Linked DNA regions of Rattus norvegicus: region 2 is linked to region 1. The links are chromatin contacts, called in public Hi-C maps. All regions are on one chromosome and are shown on one strand. Each heading gives the region's core, a stretch centred on a gene start, on an enhancer-like site or on the middle of the called end of the contact. The rest is flanking DNA. Distances are from core to core; before and after follow the strand shown. Region 1 has its middle 120 kb from the start of Usp25. Region 2 overlaps LOC103693508 (a long non-coding RNA gene).

Evidence for each region. A called contact is a pair of places that touch in the nucleus more often than the background predicts.
Region 2: a contact with region 1 is called in a Hi-C map of psoas muscle, with 2.8 times the contacts expected there. The contact joins two enhancer-like sites. A contact is called at or near these places in 2 of 12 Hi-C or Micro-C datasets (Schwann cells and psoas muscle) and 1 of 1 datasets of contacts at active chromatin or transcription factors (oligodendrocytes).

Annotation. Positions count from the first base shown.
Region 1 is chr11:29,208,484-29,215,882 of GRCr8, forward strand. No RefSeq gene overlaps it. Among named protein-coding and RNA genes, the nearest start is that of Usp25, 120 kb to the left of the region's middle. Within about 2 kb of position 3,103, at least 3 of the 93 cell types and tissues checked have an H3K27ac peak or open chromatin away from gene starts, as enhancers often do.
Region 2 is chr11:29,679,116-29,685,499 of GRCr8, forward strand. LOC103693508 (a long non-coding RNA gene) reads left to right here. Exons shown (of 9, transcript XR_010056223.1): 6 at 1-4,155; 7 at 4,309-4,947. Among named protein-coding and RNA genes, the nearest start is that of Mir99a, 5.1 kb to the right of the region's middle. Within about 2 kb of position 4,401, at least 58 of the 93 cell types and tissues checked have an H3K27ac peak or open chromatin away from gene starts, as enhancers often do.

The DNA of each region.
Region 1 (7,399 bases), core at 1,853-4,352:
GAAGTCATGGTCTGTGGCATCAGGACTTGAGACACACAGAAGTAATGGGTGCTTCTCTACCTCCAGATCCTAGTCAAAAATTTCACTTTGTTTTCTCTTTGTGTCCTGTGTTTCCTGGCAGAGTTCTCAAGGCTCTTTTACCATCCTTTAGGTAAGTCTTGTGTTGGAATGCTTTTCTGACTTTTCCAGAGGAGAATGGAGAAAGGGAAGTAGAAAGGGAGTGAGGCAGAAAAGGAGGGAGGGAGAGGAAAGGAAGAAAAAGAACAGATGCCTAACTGTAAATTTCCAAGTGTTCTGGCGTAGATAAGTATTTACCTTTGTGGCCTCACATTTTTTTTCATACTCAAAAGTCATCACCTTTAGTTTTGTTGATATTCATCATCTTAGAAATAAAATGAAAATATTTATTATTATATTAGTTATCTTTAGTTAACTAATTATTATATTAATTTAAAACGTGCCAGCATTTATGCTAGCACAGATAACCTATTTTAAGTGAGCTGTAGCTCTTTGCCTGACTAATCTTGGAGAGGCTCGTGTAGTTAAATCAAAGCCTGAGACACCGTGAAAACACGGTAATGACAATTGTCCCCCGTCCTTATAGTAAGTCTTGAAAATTATTCTGTCCCTGCCTTGCTGGAAAAATACATAAAATTAACTGAAACATTAGACAAGCAAGGACTAACAGGTTATTTATTTAAAAAAATTGATGGAAATTATTTTTCATGGTAGTCATATAATTCTCTGACCTGAAATTTTAGGTAATTTTTCTTATATCCTGGTCCTCTCTACTCTCAAGTATTGCAACTTTGAACCATCCTCCGTGTTGGTGAGAAAAGAGCTGTCTGTGTATTTGCATCCAGCTCTGAGTTTATATCTGTGACAGGAACTCTTCTCGGTCAGATGTCATCTGACATCTTTTAGACGGTAGTGTAATAGTAAGACCTTAGAGCATATTTAATTTCTTCACATGCAAAATCGATCCGGAAAGATATTTTCAAAAGATGCTGTTTTTGATTTGTGTATGTGTGCATGCACACACATATTCCAGAAGGGGGTGTCAGATCCCCTGGAGCTGAAGTTGCAGGCAGTTGTGAGGCAAATGTGTTGCTTCTTCAAGAACACCATGAGGCGTTAACTGCTGAGGCATCTATGCAGCAGCAGGTAAGACAAAAAGTCCCTAGAGCTGGGGCTGTGACTCAGCAGAAATGTGTGCTTCTGTGAACAAAGCACTGAGCACAGTCCGCAGCATGGCAGAGCAGCAACAGAAAGAGCTGCTGCACATCAGGAACTTAGAGGAGTATGTGCTCAGTGAAGACATCTGCAAGATACAGGAGGACTGGGTCCAGCTAACAAAACTGTGAAAGGTACAGTTGGGTAAGATCCTTAGGCTGTGTTCCTTGAGATGTTCTCAGGTTGTGACTTAGATAGCAGAGAATATTATTTCTAAGATTTTTTTGTACATATAAACTGAGTCATATATGTGTGTCAATTATATTGACTATATGGACTATAGAAGAATACATAGGAACTCCTGAATGATGTACTAGCAACTGTGGCAGAACTTTCCCCTGATGAATAAAGATTTCAAGGAGCCAATCACTGGGTGAGTCGTCGGGACTTCCGGGTGGGAGTTTTCAAATCTGGACACAACCTACATCTGTCAGCAGTAAACTGACAAATTACACCATATGCATGCAGTGGATTCTTACCCAGAGCTAAAAGCATGCCAACTGAAGCCACTTATATCAATGGGAATAAATCATGAATGAATGATGCCAGACAGTTTTGTACCCAGTATGGTTTCATGTATTAAATGTTCCAAAATCCAAGTCAAAGCCAAATTACAAGAAGGCACTCACAGATGGTTAAACTAAATTAAAAATAGAAGGTGGATAAAGATGACCAACTATTTCAAGAAATGGTTCCATTTAAGTGTGATGTGTGATTTGAAAGGGATATCCAGAGTCCTTTGGGATTGCTTCCAGTATGTGATTTCATTTTAAAAGTTTGGTTTACATGCTTTCAATGGGCACTGCCAATTTGGGGAGTAGATGAGAGGCCTTAGCTCTGTGAAGCTCTGACCACATTTGCTGTAACTTAATATGATGATACAGAGACGCAGAGGGCCAGAACTGAGTCTGAGGGCATTAAAGGCCCCTACACAAAGAACTACAGACAAACAGGAATGCTCAGAGTGGATGAAGCAGTCTTCCCCAGAAAAGAACACATCAATTGATTATCCAAAAGCAAATTGTAAGCCCTGAAAACATATACAAGTAACATACAGACTGAGCAGGTTATATTTAGGAATACATATTATGTATATACATACATGTATGTAATATCCATTAATGAAAAAAGAAGCCAGGATTTGAAAGAGAGCAAGAAGGGGAGGGATTTATGGGTAGGAAAGGGAGAAATGGTGTGGTTACACTAACCCAAAAAGAAAAGGTCTGTGTTGGTAGGAAACCCACAAAATACAGAGTGGCAAATGAAGGAGGTAAGATCTGATATGTTACTTTAAGGGACAATTTTTTCTCAAATGGAGGAACAGTCACCTTTGAGACACCCTTAAGTAAGAGCAGTGAGGTGAAAGATACTGCTAAACCTAGATGGGGACCACAGAGGCGTGATGGAGTGGGTTCAGCAGTTCAGAGAGTACCGAAGAGGTGGTTATAACAGGATTGCTGACCACACAGCAAGAAAGCAAGATGCCTCACACACTAGAGAAAATGTTCAAACAGGGCCAATCCATCACTGTACTGGGGGAAAAGGAAACTGTTTTCAATGTCAGAGGAAAAACCTGACTGTGTTCTAATAAGGACTATGTCCTAAAAGGAGAACTAAAATGCTCTCTTCTCCCCATCAAACAACAGAAGAGAAAACCAAAATAAGGGGGCAGCAAAAAGAATGAGGGGTATATTTAGTGATGGCAATCTGTTGCTACTTGTTGTCTTCAGCCATTGTCATCATGAATGTTGTCATTCTTTAAATTTCTCTATAATAACTGTTAAAATGCTTCTAGTTCAAGGAAGAGACTAGCTATGTTTAGATGGCTGAACTGTTTTCTTCTCAATTCCCAGTAGGTGGTGTCATAACCCTGCATTTGAGAACTTACGCAGTAAAATAAGATTGCAAGACAGAATTCCTATCCTGCTCAAATGTGTGTGTTTTAGTCTCAAAAGTAGTTTTGTTTTCATGTTGTGAGACCATGAACATTTAAATTCTGTGTATACTTATTTAATTTACATTTTTATCAAAGTTATAGAATATATATGTATATGTTTTCTCTCTCTCCTTTATTCTCAAGAGTTATAAAAAACGAATTGCTTAGTCAACAGAACAAGATGACCAAAAGGGTTAACGGTGTTAGACAATTTTCCACCCTGGTTTTGTGCCCATGTCTCTTAGCTGTAGTTACCAAGACACTGTACCTATCCTGGATACAAATCAGCTGTGGCAAACCCGCTGCTCTTACTAGTGTAACAGCTCTTTTGATTGTAGATTTTTTTCCAGGTTTTGTTTTTCAAGTGTCTTCACTGGCAATGATTGACCGCGCTGCAATTCTACTCTATCTAGCTCAGCGGAGTGTAGATGTAAAATTCAAAACCTACTACTGCCGAAGCCCTTTGGATTGCATTTGGCAATCCACTGTGTGTGCTCACATAGTTGTTCTCAAAACCTCTGTCCAAGGATGACTCCCAATACTCCATGAGACATTTCAGTGTTTTGGTATCTCCAAGACTTGATTATATAACCTTCCATGGTAAGATCAGTGCATGAATGTAGGTTTTGTGGCCAGCAATATGCTTGTTTTCAAATCAGCAAAAGTGTATAGTAAATGTTGAATAAATATGATACAATTTAAACCATTACCTTCTAATACTACAGCCAGGAAGTAGTTGCAGTGGGAAAGCTATTGTTAGATAACTTGGTGCTTGTGAGCCGTCAGGAGTCCGGAGCCAGAAAGGGCGTGCTCTCTGTCTATGCCCTGCTCTTTAGCAGGGTGCTTATGGCAAAATTGTACTTCCCTCCTGGATAAGGCTCAGTAGAGAAGTAAAAACCCCATTCCCTTTGCATTTTTCTCTGATAACTAGAAATTAAACTGAGGTAACTCTAAATCAAAGTTGTTTATTTTAAACTTGCACGGACATCTTACCCAACTTGAGCAGATGTTGAACATCACTGTCCTTGAGAAGATCAAGGAGCGTGGCACAGCCTGACAGAACACAGGAAGTTTGCTGTTACTCAAGAACGTTGTCCCCTTTACTACATCTGCATATACAGTAACTTGAAGAACCATTTCTCAAGAAAGTGCATTTTATTCTAAATTCTGGTGGTCTCTGGTATATAAAAATATCAACCTTCCTTTTGAAAATTCTTTTTCATTTATTGAGATTTTAAAATTATATCATTTCTTCCATACAAACCCACCTATCCTTACTACTTCTCTTTCAAATACATGGCTTCTTTTCATTAGTTGTCGATACACGCATGCATGCATACATATATACCCACATACATACACATACACATATGTGTTCCTAAATACATAAACACAACATCCCAGTCTGTGCAATACTACTTTATGTATGTTCTTGGTGTCCCCCATTTGATATTTGATAAGCAATTGATGTGCCCTTCCCTTGGCTATTTCTTCTGCTCTCAACATTCATTATTGCTTGCTAGTGTTGGTAGTGCTGTAAGATTCTGGGCTTTCTCTGTGCCTGTTAGCTTGGTTTTTGTTCCTCCTTTTACTATACCTCAAAGCTAAAACCCAGTATCCATGGCTAGTTGATTAGTTGCACTACATCTAACTGATATTGAAGACTTATCCTGAAGTACCTCAATCAATGGAATACAGGCACTGACTAAGAAAACAATTCAGTTGTTGGAAGGCGCCAGGATTGTGATTATTTGCACAAAGCCACAGAAAACCAATGACTCAGACAGTGAGTTATGAAGATAATCCAAATGAGTTTTTGAGTGTGTAAAGTGGTTAAAGGATAGAAACAGACTGCAGGACCTCCTCTCCTCTTATGCTGGAAGTGGGGTGCATTTTAGTAGTCGGCATATTACTGTGCCTGATAGTTTTGGTATGATGGTGTACTGGCTGGTTGTGTGAGTCAACTTGACACAAGCTGGAGCTATCACAGAGAAAGGAGCCTTCCTTGAGGAAATGCCTCCATGAGATCCAACTGTCAGGCATTTTCTCAATTAGTGATCTAGAGTGGGAGGGCCCATGTGGGTGATACCATCCCTGGGCTGGTGGTCCTGGGTTCTATAAGAAAGCAAGCTGAGCAAGCCAGGGGAAGCAAGCCAGTAAGCAGCATTCCTACATGGCCTCTGCATTAGCTCCCACTTCCAAGTTTCTAACCTGTGTGAGCTTCTGTACTGAGTTCCTTTGGTGATGAACAATGTGGAAAAGTAAGCTGAATAAAACCCTTTCCTCTCCAAGTTGATTCTTGGTCATGATGTTTTATGCAGGAATACAAACCCTAACTAAGACAGATGGGACAGTGTTCATAGTAGTCTTCCATAAAAAACTCAGCGGACTATTACTCAAAATGTGTCTTTTTAGTCTTTGGGAGAGTCATACATTCCTTTTTTAAACATACATACCCAAAATATATTGTCTATGTGTATACTATAGTCTACTTAGACACTTCATCGTATGTACAGTATGACAGTTTGATGTAAATGGTTTATGTATTGGAAAAGCTTTTGATGTTGGGGGAACTTTTAGTTCTGCTTTAACAATGTCTTGATACCTGTCAGTGAGACAGGGAATCCATGAATCTTTGCTCTCTGCTAAACGATTGGTAATATGATCTGAGCTAAAGAAACTGGGCTACCCCTCTGAGGATAATGTATTTTGAGTGGAAGGAGGAAAGGATGAAGGAATGTTTCCAGCAGCCCCTTACTTCCTGCAGTTCCTTAGGAGAGGAATCCAACAGTGCCTGCATCCTAGAGCTCCAGAGAAGATCTTCTTGGGGCTCTTCTGAGCCTAGTTCTCCATGTCTCCTGCCAACTGCGTAAGATCTGCATACATTTTCATTTGCACCTAGGTTGGACAGCCTGTATGTCCCTTACTTTCAAGTAACTATAAATCTCAGAAGTTATGAAAGAAAGCTCTGAAAATTTTAATGAATTCTGTACCAAACAAGGGAAAGAACATACATTTGTATGGAGATGGTATGAAAGAGTTAATTTTAAATATGTGCTATGATCCTTAATAGCTTTAAATATGATCAGGATTCTGTCGACCTCTATAGTTGAGATGATAGGGAATGGCTTTCCACTCTAGTAACTTCAAAGGTGCTTTGATATACACACTCTAATTACAGGAATTTACTTCTTAAAGATACATAGTTATCTGACAGGTTAGGATGTCGACCAGTGGCAGAGAACCAGCTGGCATGTGCAAGACCCCGGGTCTAATTTCCAAACTGAAGAATTTGATGTCATTTAAGTTAGTATTTTAATAATTTATGTCTGTGTGAGTATTTTGGCAATTTTTTCACTAAGTGAAATTGCTTTCAAACAGAAACAAATGTCTTCATTTGGTAAAATATGTACATATTTTATTATATATTATATAATAATATATAATAATATATAATATATTATATATATTGAGTGGCACCTTTGTGCTATTAAGTAAGCAGATACTTAAAGTAATGTCTGCCTAAAAGTTGTAGGACAACATTTTTGTTTAAATTTATTTTTATCAGATACTAAATTTTTGAGATATTGTTATATGTATTCACATACACACATATAGCATTATATGTAATACTATGACACATGTATCCATGGTATGTTTTCACTTTTAAATCAGCGTAAATGTTCATTATCTCAAATCTCCATGGTAAGAACTTTTTCTGGAAGATGGGGAGGAAAGATTGGAGGAGCCAGAGGGATCAAGGACACCGGGAGAATTGATCAGGTCTCAGAGGTTCACAGAGATTGGGGAACCTATAGGGGTGGGACCTAGGTCCTGTGCATATACAATATGGTTATATAGCTCAGTGTTCCTGTGGGACACCTAGTAGTGAGAGCAGTGGTGGCTCTAACTCTTTTTGCTTGCCCTTTGGACCATTTATTCTCCATGCTGGGTCATTTCATGCAGCCTTGATGTAAGAATATGTGCTGGGTCTTTTTTTTTCTTTTTTCCGGAGCTGAGGACCAAACCCAGGGCCTTGCGCTTGCTCTACCACTGAGCTAAATCCCCAACCCCACTGGGTCTTATTGTAGTTTGTTATGGAGTGTTTGGTTGATGTCCCTAGAAGGCCTGCTGGTTTCTTAGATCCAGAGTAAAGGAGAGGTGGGGGGAGAGATTCGGGTAAACTGCAGTAGTCTTGTAATATATGAGAGAAGGATAAATAAAAAGGAA
Region 2 (6,384 bases), core at 3,151-5,650, 470 kb after region 1:
TGTCCAATTCATCTTGATATGGTTTGTAATTTTTCCTTACTATTTTTTGATATCTGGAGGTGACACCCTTGTTTCCGTAATAATACTGATGGCTGGATCTTCTGGCTGTCCAGGACTGCAGGACTTCGGTTGACTTCGGAGTACCATAAAAGAACCTAAATGATATTCCATTGACTTTCCCTTTTCCTCCATTTTTAAATTCATTTGCTTATGTTCAAGTCTCTTTCCCATTTCTAATTAGACTACTGTTTTGGGTTTTGAGGTTAGAGTCTGGAGGATGGACTTGAGGTATTGTCGATGTATACATTTATTGCAATTAATTTTCCTTCAAACACTACTGTAAAGGTATCCCATAAAATTTTATATGCCCCACTTTGAGTTTTTCTTCTTTCCCCTTAATATTTTATGGTTTCTTTTTGTTTGTCTTGCTTAAGCTGTAAGCCATACGATACTTAAACACACACGGTACTTATAAAGTACTTGGAAATATCATTCTACTTTTCAGTCAACTGATATCTATTTTGCATGTGTTGTAACAAAAATTCAAATACACACATATATGAATAAATAAATCCATTTAAATAAATAAATAAAAATTTTTTAAAACCCACTTTGTGAAATCTAGATGTGGCAGTGCACTCTTGGAACCCCTATATCAAAAAGTAGTAATAGGAGGACTAGGAATTGGTGATCAACTTAAGCTCCATAGCAAAGTCAGATTATAAAGCTAATACATATTTAAACAAATGCATCACCTTCTGTATTATTTCAATTGTTCATGTTTTGAGGTTTGTTTTCTAGGCATATGCTTTTATTTCATTTACTTTTTAATGCTGGCCTAAATCTGATGCATTCTGCCATGGCATCTTTGTGTGTGTATGAGTGTGAGTGTGAGTGTGTGTGTGTGTGTGTGTGTGTGTGTGTGTATGAACATGAGAGTGTGTGTGTGTGTATGTATGCCCGTGAGAGTGAGTGTGTGTGTGTGTGTGTGTGTGTGTGTGTGAGCGCGAAAGTATGTGTATGTGTTGTATGGTTAAATTTTGTTTGTTTCTCTAGCCCCCAAACCCCTTCGTTAACTCTTCTTTAGACTTGTCTTATACTATTCCCGTGATGTTGGAGAAAGGGCATCCAGACTCCTTACTTTATCTTGGTAGCATTTTGATCCCCAAGCTGACGTTTGTAAGCATGAATTAGAATGCAGCCACAGTTCCTTCTGTGGTGTTTGACTATAGAAAATAGTAATTTCCTAGCTGGACAATGGTGGTGCATGGCTTTAATTCCAAGTACTCTAGAGGCAGAGGCAAACAGATCTCTGAGTTCAAGACCAGCCTGACCTATACAGTGAGTGCCAGGGTAGCCAGGGCTACACAGAGAAATCCTGTCTTGAAAAAGACAAACTGGAAAGAAAAATTAAAACAACATTGTCCCAGTAATTACTATCCTTGTGGGCCACTGTTTTTTCTGATCCCATCAAACAAACAACTAAAATAATAACAAATAAGCAAACAAATAAAAACCAGCCAGAGCAGAAGTGAAGGGACTGAGGAGCATGGCTGTCCTCAGAGCCAGAGTCTTCAGCCTTCTCTTCTCTACATAGTCTCAACTTGTCACAGTCTCCTTCTATCTGTTTTATACATATTCTTCAGGGAAATTGGTGGTATTTAGTAGAGGTTTTCAGAAAAAAAATTATTCCATGTTCCTATACACAAAAGTTTGCTTCTTTCTTTTTCTGTGTTCCTTTCATTTGGAACTGGGAGGCCACCAGGCAACTTTTACATCAGTTTACTTACGGAAGTTAAACATAAAATTATTAACGAGTTTTCACTGAAAGGGAAAACTTCAGATTGAGGAAACACCTCCCATGATAAGTCATATTTAACATGCCTTTCTCTTCTGCCCACCAATTTCTTTCTGCTTGTTTCATGAAGAGTTCCACTCTAATAAATTTCCTCCAGGTACTAGCTTCACTGTTTACAGTGACCTTTTCTCATTTCAAAGTAGTTACTGAATGGCGTCCCATGGGAGTCTCATCCTCTTGGCTTATTTTGATTCCCCTATGCCTATTATAAAACCTAGGAGACAAATGTTTAACTGCTGAATAACTGAACAGTCACTGTGATTTAAATTTCCCATTCCACGTCTGTCACCTACTTTGTGCACCTTGAAGATACAAGGCCTTTAAATTTGCACTGTACAATTCTCCACCCAACACTCTCTAGGTTGGTGGTTAAGACTCTCGCAAAAAGTTGCCCAGAATTTTTCAGTCTAGGAGAAAAGCCACTGCAAACTTCAGCACATGTTTAAGGTCAAGTTCTGCTGTGTAGAACTGCATGCAGTTTTCGATTACAGACAGGTAGGGTTCCATGATGTTTCCCTTATGGGCATGTGATATTCACCCCTGCTGCTCCTAAAGCGACCTTTGAACAATATAATAACCTTCAAATCCATCGGTGGGCTGTTTCCTAGTTCTCTGACTTCAACAATTAATGTTTAGGCAAGTCATGATTTGATTTGTCAAATAGTATTTAACATGTGTGCGTTCCAGGAGAGGGATGTGGACCTCTGACTCAGATAAGACACTGAACTTAACTTTTGACTTACTACAAACACAACTTAATGTAATATACAGTCACTACAGAATTTTCACTTGCATATGAAAATGTAGGTCTCCTGCATTGTGCTCCGTGTCTTTGGCTAAAATGTTAACGATGCTTACTTTGCTACTTGGCTTTACATTCTGCATAAGGAATTATTTGAAGACTGAATTCACTCCACTTTAGATAGAAAGTATGGAAAGGCTTGTACATGGGAAATCTCATTGCATGCTAGAATGGAAATCCACCGGGAAGTGGGGGGAGTTCATTTTATTGCCTGAGAGCTGTTGATATCCTCCCTGAATCTTTCAAAGGCATCTTTCATGCCGCACAGGCAACCCACAGTCAGTAAGAGAACAGAAAGAACACTTCTCTCATGTGTCAATCTCAGCAAACTTGCATAGCAGCTGTGCTAGGTGGTGATGGGGATTATCACAAGACCCAATTGCAGGGTTTTGCCTGCTGGAAGAGACACCCCAGCCTCTCAGGGGACCACTTTGCTGGAGATGGTGGCAATAATGCATCTCCGTTGCTAGTGGATATTGTGGCCATGTAGTACAAAATTGGTGCTAGATAAAAATCAGAAAGTAATAAAAATGCAAAGAGGAAAACTGGGAGGTCTGGTTTTGTTTCGAAGTCTCAAAGAGGGAGAATAAAACAAATGTGCTAGGTTTGTTGCGTTTACAGTAAAGAAAACATTAGATATGCCTTTAATGAAGCAAACTCTCGGGGCAGGGCATTCAGTCTTCCCGTCTGAGAACCGTTTGGTTGCGTTGAGAAATAAAGTTGCAAAGTAAGCATGTTCAGACCTTTATTTGCTATTTTTTGTAGTTCTCTCTCTCTCTCTCTCTCTCTCTCTCTCTCTCTCTCTCTCTCCTCCCCCTCCTTCCCTTCCTCCCTCCCTTTCTCCCTCCCTCCCTTTCTCCCTCCCTCTCTCCCTCTCTCCTCTGAGCCAGAGTTTTCTGTGCAAATGAAGCAGGCGTTGTAAGAATGAGATTCACTTTGGACGACTCTTCACATTCCAAGTCATGACTGCGTTAAGCAGCACAATCCCATCTCTGGTTGATGGGCAGAAAAAGTGGGCAGCTTGCCAGGTAGACGTTTCCATGACTCCCAGCCCCCAAAGGTGATGCGTTTTTCAGCTAATTCAATGAAGAGTGGGCTGAACTTTGGGTCTAAACGAGACAATAGCTGCCTTCGCAGTATCAGCAGAATGGTTGATGGGAATGCGCTCACTCTACATTTGGCAGAGAATCATGTGACCTGACGGCTGAGATTTTGTGATGGTGCCAACGGAGACTTGGAAGCAGCAAACTGGCCTGACTTTTTTCTTCTTTTCTAGCAAGGATCAGAAAATGGTGGATCTTAATACTTGACTTTAGCCAGACTCAGCAAGCAACTGAGCTTTGAAGCACAACTTCGCCTTTATTCTGGGCTTTTGGCAGGCCACCAGGAGGCTGTCCCTTTCACGCCTGATAAATTCTGCTGCTTATCTCGAAAGAGAGAGAGAAAAGGAAAATAATAACAGAATATTGAGGCATAACAAGTGAATCCTAAAATTGTATGTGCTTTTTCTTCTTTTTCCTTCTCTTTTTTAACCTTTTCTGACTGCTGATTTTTAAAAATTTTATGTTAATACCCCTTTTTTGGTTATTGAAGAATTCAAGTAGTTGGGGTTATTTATTTATGTATGTATTTGGTTTATAATGAACAGGCGTTTGAACTGGTCGAACAGGACTACGGAGCAGTGAGCATGAGATCATTGTAGCCGAGTAGCAAGCTGGCACCCAGCCTTTCCACCCCTTCGCTTCGGGAGACGAACGTGTGCAAACCTCATTCCTCAAGTCAGCACAGCCTGGAAGGCTTCTGGGTCTCTCCCACCTTCTACCATTCTGCTGCCAGTGGATGGCAACGATTGGTGCAGATTCTGCGCAGTGCTTTGTGCCTGGAATACGGACAAGGAAGAGAAGGAAGACAAGCCCTCTGGACCTCCTTCTCTGAGAAATACCAGGAGCCCTGAAGAAACTGCAAATAAAAACCCAAACCAAACAAAAACCTGAGCTGCTCAGTATTCGCAAGAGTGCTGAAAAATACTGATAATAATGAGATATGGCTGCGTGAAAACAAAAACAAACAAAAATGCAAACCAAGACAAACAGACAAACCAAAAGGAAAAAAAAAGCAAACTTTGGTTTGTCTAACTCCTGAGACACCGGCCTTCGTTAAGCAGCTTTGAAAACAACACAATCCAATGAGCCTTCTTTGCTTTTATTTATTTATTCTTATTATTATTTCAAAAACAATGGCCTAAGAGCAGTACATTGCACTTGGTGAACCCGCACTTTCATATCAGGTATAACTTTTTTTTTGTTTCTTTTTATGCTTTCAGTTACATAGATCAGGGTCCTTGCAGTTTCAGTTTATTCTCATTAACTCATTACCCACTTTCTACTTTTTTCTTTTGCTTTCTTACTCTAATCGTGATTAGCATAGACACTAAACTAAAATTAGAAAACGATAAACATATAGCTCCTGCTTTGGTTGTGCACAGAAGTTTTAGGCAGACTGTGGTGTGTGTTATCTCTGATTTTTGTGTCCAGTAATGTATTTCGTGGGCTTGGGAATCGGTAGTACAGAAAGCAAAACCTATTTTGTGACTCCTAATTTGAAATGGAAAAAGAAGGGATCTCTCCAATTCTAAGAAGAGATCTCGCTTCAGAAATGCATCCATAGACTGCTAAAAAAATAAATTGACTTTTTCACACTGGTTGCAGTAGAAGAGAAATGGGGATAAAAAGAGTGTATGTATTCTCCATTGCGATGTAAAAAGTAGCTTGTTTCTTAATAATTCTACTTCTAAAAATACAAGGAGAAGAATTTGCCCTAAAGCAGTTGCGAAGTGTTGGACGCTGCCCTTCACTGCTGCGGTGGGGAAAGTCTGTACAAACTTGCTTCAAGTTCAGAGTTTCTTTGGCTCGGCAGGTGAAAACATTGCATTCTAATTATTTTGTCTATTTGTAGAAGGAAATTGCTGAGCAAGTTCAACATCTTGTAACAAAATGCAAGGTTTTTTTTTCTTAGTGGGAAGGACTAGATGATATATTCTTTTTTTAATTTTTTAAATGTTTCTAAACATGCAGGAAAATCTCTGAAAAGGAAAAAAAAACGCTTTGGGATATACAATGTGTATCAATCAAGATTACAATTTTCATCCTAAGAACTGACATAAGAGTATCTGTGATAAGTAACCATAATTGTTATGTTTTAAAGTTATATTTCATGATATCATAAACATGTAGGATAAACAAAGGGAAATATTATACAGCTGGTCAATTCTGTCTTCTTTTGGGTTATATTGTAGAAAAAAGAATCAAGCGTGACCCAGACCTATACACAGATAACATTTTGAAGCAATGTTTTATTGACTTTATTGCTTATTCACTAATTATTTGCAGATTGGCTGTTCTTCCTCCGTTGTTAGTGGAAAGCCAACTTTCAAAGGCTTAATTAATATTGATAAACATGTTTTCATGTTTCGTGATCCTTTAGTTAAAAAAACATTATTTTGAATGTTATTTTAGGAGCCATTAATCTCCGCACTCTTAATTATCTTATTAAGCTCCATGCCAACACCAAAGGTCTTTTCAGCTTTCACCCCTTCATTGTGAAGGACCTAGTCGCTTCCGTAAGAGCTACATCCTTTCACTTTCAGAACTCTTCCTGTGAAAGCAACACCAACCAGAAGGAACATGTAGCTGCAAACTGTGAAAGCACTTCTGTGTCATATGAG